Regions from separate parts of the Mus musculus genome. Here region 1 is linked to region 2. A link is a contact called in public HiChIP or PLAC-seq data. All regions are on one chromosome and are shown on one strand. Each heading gives the region's core, a stretch centred on a gene start, on an enhancer-like site or on the middle of the called end of the contact. The rest is flanking DNA. Distances are from core to core; before and after follow the strand shown. Region 1 overlaps Castor2 (cytosolic arginine sensor for mTORC1 subunit 2). Region 2 overlaps Auts2 (autism susceptibility candidate 2).

Evidence for each region. HiChIP or PLAC-seq counts read pairs in DNA pulled down with a chosen protein or histone mark.
Region 1: a contact with region 2 is called in an H3K27ac HiChIP or PLAC-seq map of embryonic stem cells, with 8 times the contacts expected there. The contact joins two enhancer-like sites. A contact is called at or near these places in 3 of 115 datasets of contacts at active chromatin or transcription factors (embryonic forebrain and embryonic stem cells) and 1 of 9 other capture datasets (embryonic stem cells).

Annotation. Positions count from the first base shown.
Region 1 is chr5:134,115,843-134,121,731 of GRCm38.p6, reverse strand. The region is part of intron 1 of Castor2 (cytosolic arginine sensor for mTORC1 subunit 2); the gene reads right to left. Among named protein-coding and RNA genes, the nearest start is that of Castor2, 19 kb to the right of the region's middle. Within about 2 kb of position 2,596, at least 32 of the 459 cell types and tissues checked have an H3K27ac peak or open chromatin away from gene starts, as enhancers often do. A contact at or near this core is called in embryonic stem cells, where this site is marked.
Region 2 is chr5:131,513,612-131,518,810 of GRCm38.p6, reverse strand. All of the region lies in intron 6 of Auts2 (autism susceptibility candidate 2), which reads left to right. Among named protein-coding and RNA genes, the nearest start is that of Gm29681, 100 kb to the right of the region's middle. Within about 2 kb of position 2,955, at least 55 of the 459 cell types and tissues checked have an H3K27ac peak or open chromatin away from gene starts, as enhancers often do. A contact at or near this core is called in embryonic stem cells, where this site is marked.

The DNA.
Region 1 (5,889 bases), core at 1,347-3,846, 2.6 Mb before region 2:
GGATTCTAGACAGGTGGTCTACCACCAAACCACACCCCCTAGAGGATTCTAGGTGGAAGCCACACCCCCAGTTTGCATCTGTTCCTGTCTTTCTTTGCCTTGTCCTCACTGAGTTCAAGGTGCTCACCTTCTCCTTCCCTTTCCTGATGGGACTGGAGACCCAATGACTTTCCCATGCCTTTTGCTTTGCACAACAGTCCAGTCACCCCCCCTAAGGATGCCCAACTTTCTGTCAACGCAGGAAGGTAAGAAACACACTGGAAGTCAACCCTTGCGGTTAAGCAATCTGTGGTCCTGTGGCCATCTCCCCACAACCCAGACACTATTAACTGCAAATGACATTCCCTGGAGGGCCCAGCTCGGGTGTTGCCTGAGGCTGTTGACTGGTTGCCTAGTAACTGAAGTGCGTTGTTCTTTAGGTCAATGCCACTCAAACTCCGTTTGGCTGATGACCAGCTTTTCCGCTGTCAGTCTGTTGTGGCCTCTGTGTCTGTCCCATCATCGGATGACCTTCATTACTAGACATTTCCTCTCCCAGACTTGACCCCATTCCCTACCCATCCAGCCCTCTAAACACCCACCCTACCCCTAGACAGGCTTTCTCTGTGTAGCCCTGGCTGTTCTGGAACTTGCTCTATAGACTAGGCTGGCCTTGAACTCAGAGTGATTCCACATGCCTTTGCCTACTGAGTGCTGGGATTAAGCTGTGTTCTACCATGCTCGGTTTAACACAGTTTCTATGCTCCAGGTATCTACTGAGGGTCCCTCTCAAACCCCTACAGCCATGTGCCTTGTTTTAAAGAATCACTTCCCTCACAAACTATCACTTCACCCCTGGCCTCTTCCCCTCCCAGGGCTCAAGTTTTCTCCAAATAATATTTAGAGACATTGATTTGGTGTGTAGTGTTTTGTCTGCACGTGTATGTGTAGCCCGTATATGCCCGCTGCCCAAGGATGTCAGAAGAGGGCATCGGATCTCCTGGTGCTAGAGGTATGGATGGCTCTAACTGCTGTGTAGGTGCTGAGACCTGTCAAAGAACAGCAAATGCTATGAGCTATTGCTCCATTAAAAAAAGAAAAAGATTTATTTTATTTGTAATTATGAGTTTGTTTGTGTGTGTGTCTATGCTTGTTGAATGCAGGTGACCACAAAGACCAGAAGAGGGTACGGGATTCCCTAATGCTGGGGCTACAGGCAGTTGTGAGCTGCCCAACGTGGGTGCTGGGGCAAAGGAGGGTCCGCTTAGCCTCTGAACCACTTCTCCAGGCTCAGAATTCCTCCATTCTAAAAAAAGGATGCCCTTCATCCACATCTCTTCCTCAGGACACATGCCTAAAGCCACTGCCAGCTGGATGATGGCTTTTCTCCACACAGTTAAATTCACCAGTGACTGCCACACTCCACAGCTGATGGCTGTAACAGCTTACCATCCTGCCTCTGATCTGTGATTGGTCCCCTAGCTAGCTGCCCAGAGGAACTTTCTGGGAACTGTGAGTCTCATGCCTTCTCAGGTACGGTAATTGTCCCCTGTCTCCTGAAGGGGCTTCTCTCCAGTGCATGGCAGTTCTGGAGCTGCCTCCTGGGGCCTTGCTAGCCTTGGGCCATCCATTCTCGCTCTTCCATGCCTGGGTTCCTCCAGGCCCAGCTGTGCTCTTTATACCTGCCCGATTGCCTGCTGCCAACTGAAAGCATTGATCTCCTCTCCTACCCTCTCTCCTGCTTCATCTTCTTCCTCCCTCTGTATCCCCTCCTCCCCCTTATTTTTTTCCTTTCTTCTTATGTAGCCCAGGCTATTATGCAACTTGAGATCCTCCTGCCCCAGCCTCTAGGCCAGGCTCTTACACAAATGTCTCATATCCAGTTTCTCGCTGTTGCCTGCTTCGCAATGGACTTGGAAGATCACTGAGCTGGCAGCAGGCCACACTAAAGACAGCTCACCCCAGAGGATTGACATGCAGTCACCTATCAGTTGGTCTTCCAAATTCTACAGCTGTTCCCTCTGGGCTTGGCTGGAGCCAACTACCCGGGCAAAGCCAGGGCCCCTGGCTGCCCGGATCAGGGGCCCAGGCACTGAGTCACCTCTGAGAACACTCCTATCTTCAATCAGTGTGGCCGCCCGGCTGGCTGGCCTAACTGCCTCTGGAAATCCGATCTGTTTACTCTCAGCTTCTTCATCCAGCAGAATGAGGCCCCTCATTCGGGCCTCTCCCCAGGGCACCCTGGGCCACAAGTCCCCAAGCCTTGGCTAGGCCAGGCCCTGTTTCAGAAACACACCTGCAGCCAGAAGGCAGGCAGGGAGGGTGACCTGGAGACCATATCAGCTGGAAAGCCATCTCAGGGATGGATGGACCCAATAAATGTAGCAGAAGGAAGAGACATATAAGCGCTCATTTAATTAGTGGACCAGTTTATCACAAGGTCCCTGTTGAAACCACAGGAGGCCAAGGCTTAGTGGTCCAGAGTGCTCAATCTGCGAGCGTAAGGATCTGAGATTGAACACCATGTAAAAACCCAGCCATGGTTATGCATGCCTGTAACCCTGCACTGAGGGATAGCGGCTGGCGGATCCCAGGAGCTTGCTGATTGGTGAAAGATCCTATCTCAGGGCAATAAGATGGCGACTGATGGAGGGAGGTACTCAATGTCCTGAGACGCTTTCCGCCTGAGCGTGAGGGATTCACGTGCATGCACCACACACCCAGACACACATCGCGGAAGGTTGAATCTCAGCACTCAGGAGGCAATGTGCAGCAGGAGAGTATCCAACTGAAGGCCAATCGGTACTGCATAACAAGACCTGGTGTCAGAAAAGGGGAGGGGCTTCCTGGCATCATTCGGATGGAGGGGCAGGGCTACAAAGAATTCTGGGTAATCTCCATTTGCACGCACCTAGGGATGGGAGGCTCACTCCTTTCTGAGTCAACACACCCTCTCCTGGCTTTTAGAATCCTATGCAGTCTTTTCTTTTTCTTTCTTTTTAAATACTGCTACAAGCTTTTTAAAGCACTAGTTCTCCACCTGACAACACTTGGTGAGGTCTACACTGGCCTGGGGGAAGGCTGGGAATAAAGGGCTTGCCTTGTAAATCCAAGGACCCTAGTTCGACTCCCAGAGCCCGTGTGAAAAGGCGTGGTGCAGTCATTTTGAATGTAATCCCAGGAGTGGGTTAGCAGAGACAGGGAAGCCTGGGGCTTGCTGGCTGGCCAGCCGGCCTCAGCTATTTGGTAAACTTCAAAATAGTGAGAGATTCCCATCTCAAAGAGCAAGGTGACTGTGCCTAGGGAGCAACAACCACAGTTAACCTCAGGCTTCCACATGTGTGTGCACATGCTCACATACACACACACACCATGGGGCTAGGGGTGAATCTCAGTTGGTAGAGTGCTCACCTCGCAAGCACAAGGCCCTGGGGTCTATCTCTAGTACCCAGTGTGATCGTGCATGCTTGTAATCCCACGGCTTGAGAGACTGAGGCAGGAGGACTGCTGTGAGGTCAAAGCAAAACCTAGGCTCAAATCAAATCCATATCAAAAAGCCCAAATCAAAACAACAACGTGGAGGCAAGCTGGGGTGTGGGGATGGTGTCCCTTCCTGAAGCCTGGGTCCTTCTGGTCATCGGAGGCCCCTAGAAAGTTGTCCAGTGAGGAACTTTAGGTTGGTGCGACGACGCGGTCATGCCCAGTGTCGCCCAGGTACCCGGGAGAGAGTGCCTAGATTCAGGCATCTGAGGCTGGTACATGTCTACGATCTCCATGTGCTCAGATCCACTGAGCCACCCTGTGTGACAGTGACATTTCACCAGGAAAAGTGAGATGCTCCCTAGGAGGAAGCTGTGGACCTCAGTTCTTTTTCTATGAAGATCTTTAAAATGTGTGTGTATATTTGTGTCTGTTGTCTGTGCACATGAGTGCAGGTGCACATGGAAGCCTGAAGAGGGTGTCGGATCCCCCAGAGCCGGAGTTACAGGAACCGTGAGTCATCTGACACGGGTGTTGGGAACCAAACTGGGGTTCTCTGTAGGAGCAGCAAGTGCTTTTATCAACAGAACCATGTCTCTAGTTCCCTGCGGTTCTTGGTTCTGTCTCTCGGGCCTTCGCTGGGTGGCTGTGGTCCTCAGAGAGGAGTCACACAGCTCATCTTCCAGCACTGACATTCGGAGCCCAGTAGCAGAGAATGTTGAGCGGAGAGGTGGCCAGCAGGACAAATAAGATGCCACACTGTTGCTTAGTACCAGGCCCAAGATGGTGCTCTATGCTGTGGGCAACAAGTATTTTCTCTTTTCTTTTCTCATCTCTTCTTTTTCTCTTCTCCACTTCCTTCCTAGCATGGGTCGCCATACCTAGCTTCTGTAATTATTTTTCTTCTGTTATTTTAAGTGGGATAAAATAAAAAAAACAGGCAATAGGGGACATGGGGTTGGGGGTGCTGGTGTGGAGATCGGGAAGCAGGGGTGGATTAGCAGGGGCGCGTATGACTAGGACACACTGTATATATGTATGAAGTCCTCAAAGAATACACAGAAATGCTAAAAGTCTTTATTAACTCCCCCAATTCTGCTCCATAAAAAAAAAATGATTTCTGAATGTATCCATGGATCAATGCACTGGTGATATCAAGAGCTCCATGATGTAATCACTACCCTAAAACCCTGGCAGCTGGCAATCAACCTTTAACACCCCCCCCCCCCCCACAAACACACACACACACACCACACACATACACAGACAGATACACCCACACCCACACAGGCTGGCTGGAGATGTAGAACAGCTGGGAGAGTGCTTTTTTAGCGTGATAAAGCCTTGAGTTATATCTCTAGTACGCCATAAACTAAGTGTGGTGGTGCACCCCTGTGACCCAGCCCTTGGAAAGTAGAGGCAGGAAGATCAGACGTTCAAGGTCATCCACAAGTTGAGACTAACCTGGGCTACCTTAAAAAAAAAACTATAGCTAGAGTCAACAGGTACAGACTTAAATTTCCACCCATCCATCCACCTGTCCATCTACGCATCTACGCACCCCCCACCTCCATCTATCCACCCACTTGTACATCCATCTGTCCATATTATCTATCCACTTGCTTACCTATCTACCACTCATCCATTAATTAATAACCAGTCTATTAGCCACCCATCCATCTAGATGGGTTTTGTTAGACAATTATGACACATTCCTGCATTATCACTAGGTTATTAGTGACTCTGGCACTCAGAAGTCCCACCACAGGCTACACGCAGGGTGGCGCCCTGGAAGCTGGTCCATGGGTCAGTCTAGTGTGAAGACCTCAGATCCTGAGGGCTCACTGCTTCAGATGTTGGGATTCTAAGGGCTGGACACCATGGAGTCCTGATGTCCAAGGGCAGGAGAAAAGCATCCTAGCTCCAAAATCAAAATTCCTTCCTCTCCCTTTTTAAATCAAACTTCGCTTCCTCTCCTTGTTTTCTGGGTTAAGCTTTTGCCTTACAAAGACACGACGTCTCCCCACCCCACCCCACCCCTCACTGAGGATTACAGGCAAAATTTTAATACCCAGTCATATTCCACCCTCTCACTAGGGGATTCTAGGCAAGTTTTCTACACTGAGCCACACCTCAACCCCCTTACTGGGGGATTCTAGTTAGGGGCTATATACTGAGTCAGCATTTTTTTTTTTTTTTTTTTTTTTTTTTTGTGGACACAGAGTCTTACTAAGTTACCCAGGCTAGCCTTGAGTCTACAATCCTCCCCCTCAGCCTCACGGGTAGTTGGGATATCAGGCCTTTTAAAACAGCTTCTAAATTGTGGTAAAGCACGTAGGATATACTCCTTGCCATCCTAACTTTGCACGGTCCTGTCTGTGGCAGAAGGCACAGCCACTGTTGTGTAACCAGGAAGGGCACCTGTCTCCA
Region 2 (5,199 bases), core at 1,706-4,205:
ATCTAGCTAAGGCTGGACTGAACCACGGATCCTCTTGCCTCAGCCTCCCATGTGCTGGGGACTATAGGGGAGCCCCACTACACCTGACCTCACTTTCTATACTAGTGTCCCAGTTTCATTTCTATGCCTTTGATAAAATATCCTGGGGAAAAAATGCAATTTAGGGGAGGAAGGGCTTATTTGGCTCTTAATTCCAGGCTATCGTCCATCATGGCAAGAAAACCATACAGGCAACTGGTCACACCATCTCCACAACCGAGAGTAGACAGCAATGAGTGCATATATGCTGCCCGCTTGCTTTCAGCTAGCCTTCTCCACAGCCCAGGACCCTCCTGCCCAGGGAATGGTGCTGCCCACAGTGGGCTGAGTCAAATTAGTGAGCAAGACAGTCCCTTTAGACATACCCACAGGCAAACTGATCTAAGCAGTCCATCAGTCGATACTCCCTTCTTGGGTGATTCTAGGTTGTGGCAAGTTGACAGTTAATGCTCAGCACAGTGACCTAGCATCTTCATGTGTCTTCTACTCGTGAGCATTCCTTTGCTCCTTGCACCCTGCTCTACTTTCCAGCCAGATTTTATTAGTAATGAGCTAGTATTTTCCAGCAGGGGCATTTCCATAGCAACCAATGATATAATGCATGAAGCTGGACACCCATTTCTTGGCCAAGCAGGAGGAGGTGGTGGTGTTCTGTCCACACACGTACCGCAGACCCGCCTGCCTGCCTGACCCTCATAAGACTACTCTTGCCAAGGAGGAGGTAGGGAGCACACTATGGCTTTTTTTCTGAGAGTCCTTTTGAAGAGGGAGATGTCTCAAGTGCTCCCCTTAATAGACTGATGTGGGAAGCGGTTATATTTGGCCGCCTTTAAAAGCCACTTGGAAAACATTTTCGCCCTCTTATCTGTCACCTTTCACATCTCTCAACAGAGTAACACTAAAACCTAATTTTAGCCCTGCTGACATCATTTTCTCATTATCTGCCTGGAGCAAGGAAAGGGTTTCCCAGAGGAAATCTCCTGGCCCTGAGAGCCTTACTCCTGCTAGGCAGCTCGAGCTGCTGTCTGAGGCTTCTTTATCCATGAAGTTCATCCAGAAACATGTCTGACATGGAGTCCCCTAAAATCAGATCTGTCAGCTATTAAACAAATGATGTCAGTGGGCGAAGGGCTGTGGAGAGATCTTGGTTAATACAGTGCTTACCGTGCAAGCATGAAGACCTGAGTTTGAGCTTCAGAACCTACATTAAGAAACAAAGCAATGCACCCCTGCCAAAAACAAGAACAGAAAATGGAAATCCAACAACAGAAAACCAGGCATGGTTGTGTGCACTGGTAATCCCAGTGTTGGGGGCTGGGAGGTTGCAGTACTTCAGGGAGCAGCCTAAGGATCTGCATGGCGTCGCATTGCAGAGCATAGTGAGATGAGGAACTCAGGCTTGGGTTGCAGAGGCACCCCACCTGGTTGGTGGAGTGCTTGCCAAAGCCCTGATCTGGGTCCCCAGAATCCTAAGCGGAGTAAAGTGGCACACTTCTGACTCCAGCACTAGGCAGTTAGACGCAGGAAGATCAAAAGTTCAAGGCCACCCTCAGTTGTACCTAGAGTTGGAGGGCACTGTGGGCTACGTGAGGACCATTTTTGAATCCATCTCCAAAGAAAGCAGGCTAATCTGGACCTAAAGGCCAGAGTTGGTGATGGGAGGGAGGTTCTAGGTTCTCTGAGTCTAAGGCTTCTGCAGAGTCAATGTTTTACCTAAGGTGTATGAATGGCATCATCAGTAACCTGAACTGGAAATGACTAGATGCTGGGGACCCCCCCTCCCCCACCCCCGACTTCAGTCTTGAATTGGTAAGGACTTACACAGAAAATTAGAGCTCAGGAGAAGTTGCATCTTCAGAGTTTTTGAAGCAGGGTTTTATTATGTAGCCATGGCCGATCTGAAACTCATCGTTATGGAGACCAGGCTTGCCCTGAACTGGTGACAATTCTGACTTAGACTCCCTGGTACTGGGATTATTGGTGTGGACGCCATCTTTGTAGGAAAGGTCATCTTTGTGGGAAAGATTGGATAAGGCTTAGAAGGGAGGGAAAGATGGGACTGGGGCGATGGCTTAGTAAAGTGCTTGGTGGATCTGAGTTTGATCCCCCAAACCCCACTTAAAGAGGCTTTTTAGATAGATGGATTCCTGAAGTTCCTTGGTCAGTCAGTCTATCTTACTTAGCAAGTAAGATCCTGACTGAATAAGATGGGGCCGATAAAATGGTTCAGCACTTGCTGTCTGTCAAGCCTGCAGGTTTGATCACCTCAGACTCACGTACTTCCATGGTAGGAGAAGAACCTGCTTTCTTGAGATTCACCCTCTGACCTCCACTTCGTACCATCCCATACACACCGCCCCCAAATAAACATCATTTCTAAAAATGAAAAAGGTGGATGGTGCCAGAGGATGGAATCTGAGATTGTTCTCTGGCTTCCACACCCATGCACACACGTGTATGTGACGCACGGACACACGTACTGCTGGAAGGATGTGGTGAGAAGAGGGTAGAGCTCTTCCTTAAGAGTCTTGGCTGTTAGTGAGTGGCCTTTTGAATAGGAGTAACACTGCAGTGTCCTGCCTGTTTGATGGTGTTAAAGGAAGCTGGTGTGTGTGTTGTGTGAGTGTGTGTGTTATCGGCTTATAAATATTTACAGAACCCCTCTGTATGTAAAAGTACTTAGGTGCCGACTTCCTTTTGTACTTGAGTTCTCAAGTGGGAGGGCTGTCCTCCTGCCTAAGACTTTTCCTGGGCCGGGCTCACTCCCATCTAGCCTAGGAAGGGGTGGGGGAGCGACGGGAGGATTAGATTGGCAGAGAAAGTCCTGCCTAAGAGCACCCCAGGGGCCATGGCTAGGCAGCTTCTGTTTCCAGGAGGTGACTCATGATACCGCTGAGAATTGAAATGAGGCCAGCAGGGGCTGTTCGGGATCAGGGAAAGAATGTCACCACCTCCATCCATCACGAGCCTGCAGCACACCTCAGGCGGCAGGCCAACCATCAGAGCCCAGCCTGATTCTTCCAGACTTAATCCAGGTCTGACGGCTGAATAATCCTACTTTGCTCTTGCTCAGTGGGCGCCGTAGTACTGACTTCAGTCTTTCCAGGCTGCATCTGCCCTGTGTTAGATCTTCAGTCTTCTCATATCTACCCTATTAGGGAAAAGTAGAGTGGTAGAGCATTCATCTAGCATGCTCAAGATCACAGGGTCACATGCCAGCACTAGAAAAATAAATGTATTAATTGATTAAAGGATATATAAAAACAGAAATTCTACTTTGAGGGCTTTTTATTTTGTTTTGTTTAAGAGTTGTTGCTGCTGCTGCTGTTGTTGTTGTTGTTGTTGTTGTTGTTGTTGTTGTTGAGACAAGATCTCTCTGTGTAGCCCTGACTAGCCTAAAACTTGATATGTAGACCAAGCTGACCTCAAACTCACAGAGTTCTATCTCCCTCTGGCTCCTGAGTGTTAGGATTAAAGGTATGCACCACCATACCCAGCCAAACAGCCAAATATTTATTTTTATTATTTTTTAAACTCTGTGTGTGTGTGTGTGTGTGTGTGTGTGTGTGTGTGAGAGAGAGAGAGAGAGAGAGAGAGAGAGAGAGAGAGAGAGAGAGAGAGATGTGGGTGCCCTTTGAAAGACAGAAGAGGGCATAAGTCCTCCTTTTTTCCCTTTTCCTATTTTCCATGTTTGGCATACATGTGTGTATATTCGTGTTTGATATAAGGGTCTCTGTGTGTATGTGTGTGCGTGTCCCTCATGTACATAGGTTCTGGGGCTGGAGTTACATTGTTTTTGAGCTGCCTGCTGCTCTGGATGCAGGGAAGACAACTTGGGTCCTCTGGAAGAATAGCAAGTGCCTTTACCCGTGAGTCATCTTTCCAGCCCCCTTGTTCCCCTCTATTCTGTTTTGTTTTATGATAGGGTCTCCTTATATAGCCCAGGCTATCCTTGAACTCCATTCTCCTGCTTCAATGTCACAGTTGCTGGAATTACAGGTGTATGCTCCTACACCAGGCTACTTTGAATTTTTGTCCTTTGGTGGTTGTTGTTATTTGGATTTGATTGTTTTGAAACAGGTTCTCACGTAGCCCAGGTTGGCCTCCAACTCACTCTGTAGCCAAGGGTTGACTCATGCAAGCTGTCCTCTGACCTCCACCGGCACACTGAGGTCTATTTTCCTGTCCCCACCTTCCAGGTGTTGGAATTACAGGCAGATGTCATCATACCTGACTGCTTTGACCTTCTCGATCATTCTCATGGAGATGACAAACTAAAACCACAACTGAATCTCAGGAGGGGATGGGCTATCTCTGTGCCCTGTGTATGATGGCTACATAAGAACAGCATCTTCAGCCGGGCGTGGTAGCGCACTCCTTTAATCCCAGCACTCGGGAGGCAGAGGCAGAGGCAGAGGCAGGTGGATTTCTGAGTTCGAGGCCAGCCTGGTCTACAGAGTGAGTTCTGGGACAGCCAGGGCTACACAGAGAAACCCTGTCTCAGAAAAACAACAACAAAAAAACCCCCAGCATCTTCTCTGGACTGCACACCTTACTTTCCTTTCTCTTGTGTGTGCAGTCTGCATGAGTGGATATGTATGGTTTCATGCATGGGGTCACATGTGTGTGTGTGGATGCTCACATACTTGGATATAGGCTATTGTGTGGAAGCCTGAGGGTACTGCTAGGAATTATTCTCAGTTGTTTTTCTGCTTTATACCTCAAGGCTGGTTCCCAGTTAAACCCAGAGCTCGCCATTGTGGCTGGTATTATTAGCCAGCTTGCTCTTTCTTTGCCTCCTGGGGCTGGACTTACAGGCCAGCTGCCACACCCATCTGTCATTATGTGGTATTAGGGGATGCAAACTCTACCCTCATCGTTGTCTGGCAATCACATACTCATTTAGCCATCTCCCCACCCTCTGACCCTCTATTTTGTTCTATTTTTCTTTATGGCTGAGAACCACGGGAAGGAAGAATATCATGGATAAGACAGTGAGAACCCTGGGAGACAAATTTTTATGCTAGGAGCCAGATCACTGCTGCCTGTGGATGTGGTACATAGCATTATAAACAAAGTTTTTGGGTTTTTTTTTAAGTGCTTTATTACGTGTGTACGTGTGTACGTGTGCGTGTGTGTGTGTGTGTGTGTGTGTGTGTT